Regions from separate parts of the Sus scrofa genome. Here region 1 is linked to region 2. Evidence: chromatin contacts called from public Hi-C data. All regions are on one chromosome and are shown on one strand. Each heading gives the region's core, a stretch centred on a gene start, on an enhancer-like site or on the middle of the called end of the contact. The rest is flanking DNA. Distances are from core to core; before and after follow the strand shown.

What was found. A called contact is a pair of places that touch in the nucleus more often than the background predicts.
Region 1: a Hi-C map of liver shows a contact between it and region 2, with 2.0 times the contacts expected there. The contact joins two enhancer-like sites. A contact is called at or near these places in 1 of 5 promoter capture datasets (liver), 26 of 47 Hi-C or Micro-C datasets (adipose tissue, alveolar macrophages, blood and 16 more) and 2 of 2 datasets of contacts at active chromatin or transcription factors (alveolar macrophages and skeletal muscle).

What each region holds. Positions count from the first base shown.
Region 1 is chr16:6,359,834-6,362,533 of Sscrofa11.1, forward strand. No RefSeq gene overlaps it. Among named protein-coding and RNA genes, the nearest start is that of BASP1, 23 kb to the right of the region's middle. Within about 2 kb of position 1,443, at least 2 of the 83 cell types and tissues checked have an H3K27ac peak or open chromatin away from gene starts, as enhancers often do. A contact at or near this core is called in liver, where this site is marked.
Region 2 is chr16:6,011,752-6,014,652 of Sscrofa11.1, forward strand. MYO10 (unconventional myosin-X) reads right to left here. Exons shown (of 41, transcript XM_005672397.3): 6 at 1,527-1,651; 7 at 1,026-1,039; 8 at 834-918; 9 at 144-247. Among named protein-coding and RNA genes, the nearest start is that of MYO10, 130 kb to the right of the region's middle. Within about 2 kb of position 1,615, at least 5 of the 83 cell types and tissues checked have an H3K27ac peak or open chromatin away from gene starts, as enhancers often do. A contact at or near this core is called in liver, where this site is marked.

The sequences.
Region 1 (2,700 bases), core at 193-2,692, 350 kb after region 2:
TGGATACTAATCGGGTCCACTACCTCTGAGCCATAATGGGAACTCCCAGCACTGACCCACTTAAAATTAATCACGGCGTTTCCGTCATGGCTCTTTGCCGTGAGCTGTGGTGTAGGTCACAGACACGGCTTGGATCCCCCATTGCTGTGGCTGTGCTGTAGGCTGGCAGCTGCAGCTCTGATTCCACCCCTAGCCTGGGAACTTCCATATTCGCAGGTGTGGCCCTAAAAAATAACTAACTAACTAAATAAATATGGAGTTAGTTTAATGAAAAAGTCACATGTCCTTTTTAAAAAAAGTGTCAGAACACACGTGTCTGGCCTCTGGCCCCCCACTTCATTTGTCTTGGCTCCATTTGCTGTAGTCACAAAGAAGCCACTCTTGACTTTTTATGGCCGGGGACCATGTCCCCCTGGAGATCATGACCTCCCTCAACTGCAGGCAGCTGGTGATCTCAGATGCATTATGAAATTAAATAACTTCTCCTAAATCTAACTTTAAAGTTTCTCCAAGTCCCCTAAATTTTCTTGCCTGTGATTATCTAGCAGGGGTGATGGGGTCCGGGGCGAGGGGGGAGGTGGGGGGAGGACACTGTCAACAGAGCAAGTGCAGTGTGACAATTGCAAGACGGGCCTGTCTTCTGTGACCTGACCTCTTGGTTCACATTCCCATGCAAGTTCACCTACTTTCACCTTAGTACAGGGCCAAATCTGGATACCAAGAGTCAGCTACTTTTTAGCTTCTGCTGCCAGAAAATGGATTTTTTTTTTCCTTTTACAAAATGTGAAAATGTGGCTTCTTATTTTGCGAAGGCAATTCGCTTTTGACACCATTAATGAAGTGACTCGAATTTATCCAAGCTGATCAAAGGTTCGGCGTTCATTCTTGTCCGCCTTGACTGCAGTGCCCCCTAGTGGCTCCTTTGATAACAAAGTTCTCTGGGTTGATTGCTTTACAGAAACAAAAGAATACATTTTAGCAAATTCGTTTTCCAAAGTGAGTTGGTGGGGTTTTTTTTCGGGGGGGGGGGTTGCCAGCTAAACTTCACCTCAATACATGACCACATTATGCATATATAAATCTTCTGATTGTTCACATGAAATTCTCTACAAATGTGTTCCCTTTCCTTGTTTAAGGAAAGAGGGGAGAGGGGAGGGAGGAATAATAAAATGGTCACAGACGAAATGAGCATAAGGGCTTTTGAATTGTGGTTGGTAACATGATATCTGTCTATAGAAAACTGAAATGTGAAAATACAGCTATAGTGAAGTTTTAAAACTGAGATTATCATGACTAAACAATTTTAAAAGCAGGATAAGGATATGAATTCATTCAGCCAGCATCTGACCTCTCTTTTCTGCCAGACTTGTGACAAGTGTGTGTGGCGGAAACAGCAGGTCCCAGATAAAGGCCACTTTCTTGCTGCTTTGCATAAATGTGTTCTGCCTGTGACTTTATCCCATTTTATTCATCTCAGACCCGGATCTCCAGCTGCCCTGCATGCCCCCTGTCCTTGGGGTGGCGGTGAAGGCCTTGGCCTCACTTCCTTGCTCTGTAGCTTCGAGGAGGCTGCTCAGTGGGCAGCAAGTCAAGGGATTCAAGTAAGGTTTCTCTTGTTCTCGGAAACAGATTTGGGGCTGAGGGGGTGGTTTTCAAGGCTTCTCTGAAGTAATTGTAAAGATATTGCAGAGAGGGAGTTCCCGTCATGGCTCAGTGGTTAACGAATCCAACTGGGGACCATGAAGTTGCGGGTTCGACCCCTGGCCTTGCTCAGTGGGCTAAGGATCTGCCGTTGCTGTGAGCTGTGGTGTAGGTCACAGATGTGGCTCGGATCCCGCGTTGCTATGGCTCTGGTGTAGGCCGGTGGCTACAGCTCCGATAAGACCCCTAGACTGAGAACCTCCATATGCCGAGGGAACAGCTCCAGAAAAGGCAAAAAGACAAGAACAAAACAAAACAAAAAAACTCGAGATATTGCAGAGATTCCCAGGTTTCGAGATTTGACAAGCCAAAAAGGAAAGAGTTTTATGGAGGACTTAGGAGTTCCTGTTGCACAGTGGAAACGAATCCTTCTGGGAACCATGAGGTTGCGGGTTCGATCCCTGGCCTCGTTCAGTGGGTTAAGGATCTGGTGTTGCCGTGAGCTGTGGTGTAGGTTGCAGGCGCAGCTTGGATCCTGCGTTGCTGTGGCTGTGGCATAGGCTGGTGGCTACAGCTCCGATTAGACCCCTAGGAACCTCCATATGCTGTGGGTGCAGCCCTAAAAAGACAAAATGAATAAATATATAAATGGAGGATTTTAAAAAAGATTGCTAATTAAAAAAAGTCCCCAACCAATAGCATTAAAAGTAATCATTAAACAACTACTATCCACATTAGTTCACAAAAGAGAGAACAATTAAATATAAAAGATAAGACAATTAAAGAAAGCCATTTCTTGCCAGGGAAAATGTGGTTTTCTTTTTCTTTCCTGAACTTTTTAAAAATTTTAAATGATTTTTATTTTTTCCATTATAGCTGCAGCATATGGATGTTCCCAGACTGGGGGTCGAACTGCAGCTGCAACTGCAGGCCCACATCACAGCCGCAGCAACACCAGATCCAAGCCCCATCTGTGACCTATTCCAAAGCTTGTGGCAACACCTTAAACCACTAATGGAGGCCGCATCCTCATGACACCATGCGGTGCTCTTAACCCAC
Region 2 (2,901 bases), core at 365-2,864:
GACCGATTCTTGAACAGCAGTTGAGATGTGATTATTTTTTTTATTAAAAAAAAAAACAAAACTGTTTTGAAACAGAAAATGAAAGCTGGCTCCCTCTTTCTTTTTGGTCACCCTGAATAAAGGAAAATAGGAAAGTTACTTACAATAACTTCCCTAAAGGATTCCTGGTCATTGATTGTCTTGTCTGCTACACATCCAGATTGATTCAAGTAGTGGTAGTTTTCTGGCACAGATAAATAAAATTCTTCTACAAAAAGGAAAAGAAAAACACAACCTCAGTCCTTGACTGGCCAAGATCAGACAAAACTGAAAACAGTGGTCACCCTGCAACTTTGAAAAATAAAATACAAAGATAATTCCATGCTCTTAATCATTAACTATTAAGATAAAATGTTTTCTCTTAACCATCACCTAGGGAAAATAGAATTATTAAATTAGATGGGATGGAAAACATTACTGAAGAAAAAACTGATGAAGACCCTGTTTAGATTGTTTTTAAACACCAGATGTTCAGAAATCAGCTTCTTTTGGGTGTGACTTAAAAGGAAAACCAGTTGTAATACACAGTATATTTTTCACAAATATCCTTTAAATCAGAAAAGAACAAAGACTACAAAACAAACCAAACATTTCAAGATTTCCCTATGGAAGATTTTCCCTCTCCATGATCTGGCTCTAAATGAATGCAGCATCTTGGTTAATCTCATACACTTCCTTTCAACTGGTGGAATGTCAACAAAGTCTAAATGGATGTCTTCTCATTTCCAGATGGTTTTTAAAGTGAAAATGAGCTGCTAGCACGTATGTCTCTACTGTTTGTCCCGTCCACTCACCTCTCTCTTCGTGTTCTAGCCCTGCCAGCAGTGCATAGAATACGTGGTAATTCCTTTCCCCGGGGTTTTGCCTTACTACTCGGTTCTGTGAAGATAAATCAGAGATGCTTCCTCTGCATAATGAACACAAACCAATAATTGCCGAAAACTGTACTTGCAGAAGAGACGGTGAATTACATCACATTTACTTACCTTTTCTAATAAATCTTCATGTGAAACGCAATGGCAAGTCAAGGAACAAAACAAGGATGTGGCACACTCAACGCATCTTTAGTTTTCTATTCTTTCTTTCTTACCCAAATCATTACAGATCCCTCTTTCTTGGACATGGAGATTTCCAGTGCCAAAAGATAAGCAAACAAAACACAGAGTATTTTATCAAAATCCTATTTCGAACAGGATACATGTGCCCTAGGAAGTATCAAACTATTTGACAGACTTGGTTTCAAACAACAAAGAGCTGATGCTGGAAGAGGAGTCCGAGTCTTCAGATTAGGGACGTGCTAGCAGAGGTTCCCCAAAGAAAGATGGGTCCTCGTCTCCCACAATAATTAACAGGTCAAGCACAATAATAATGGAGCAGCAACTAGGTACAACCAGGAAGGTTTCACATTCTGTCCTTAGACAAGAAGGAACAGTTTCTGCGTAGATAGTCAACATACTATGGACAAAACCTAAAATGAAACAGGATACAATCTACAATTCTCCCGCCCTGAATATTTCCCTTCTGGCAGATGTTCAGCTGAACAAACTTCCCGAAGCGACTGGAGTTGTTGTTGTACACGGTCTTGGCGTTGCCAAAGGCTTCCATGATGGGGCTGTGAAAGAAGCCGGGACAGCAGTGAGTGCTACTTCGGAGAGACTGAAAACCAGCGATTGCATCCCTCACCAAGAGCAAAGCAATTACAAGAGGAATTTGAAATCAAAGGGACCTATAGCCACTGAAGAGCCAGATTTTCTCAGCACTTGCTGAAATGGGTTTACAATGTCCATTTTGAGGGACAGAGCCCACAGCTGGTTGTCCAGGCACAGGATGCTACACAGAGTCAAGGAGACCTTGACAGCTGGGCTCTGCACACATCAGCTTATACACACAAGCCAAGGGTTGCTCAGAAAAAGGCCCCACTTGAATTCCAGGAACTGAAAAAGTCTCAGTCCTAGAAATTTCATCCATGTGTTGTATGTCCCCATCTCACTTCCCTGGGTCTCCTCCAACCGTAAAATGTGGTCAGACTAGGTTGGGGGTCAGCCTTTTTTTTCTGTAAAGGACCAGAGAATAAATGGTTCTAGCTTTGCAGGCCACATGGTCCATTTCAACTACTTGGCTCTGTCACTACAGATTGAAAGCAGCCATAAATAATACCCCAAAGAGTGTGTCTGCATTCCTATAAAGTTTTATGTACTTATTTAATGGGGGTTTTTTTTGTTTGTTTTTGTTTTTTTTGCTTTTTAGGGCCACACCTGTGGTATATGGAGGTTTCCAGGCTAGGAGTTGAATCAGAGCTACAGCTGCCAGCCACAGCCACAGCCACTATGATCTGAGCTGTGTCTGCGACCTACACCACAGCTCATGGCCACACGGGATCCTTAACCCACTGAACATGGCCAAGGATCAAACCTGCATTTTCTTGGATACTAGTCAGATTTACAATCCGCTGAGCCACAACAGGAACTCCTATATAAAGTTTTATTTATAAAAATAGGCTGCAGGAAGACTATGAAAACACTCTAGAGACAGATGGTGGTAATGGTTGCACAAGAGTGTGGATGTGCTTAATGCCACTCAGCTGGACACTGAAAAATATTTCCAGTTACACAGGGTATGTCATGCAATTTAACATACCATTTCACCACAATTTTCAATAAATTTTGAGAGCTAAAAAAAAAAACAAAATCAAAAGAGGCTGCAGGATATGGGCATCAGGCTGGAGTCTGCTGACTCCTGGACTAGTTGCTAAATAAGAGGACATGTAAAGCTCGTCTTGGTGCTAAACTCGTACAGGGCACCAACCAGACACTGTGCAATTACAAACATTAATTCGAATTTTAGAGGATAGGACGGCACAGC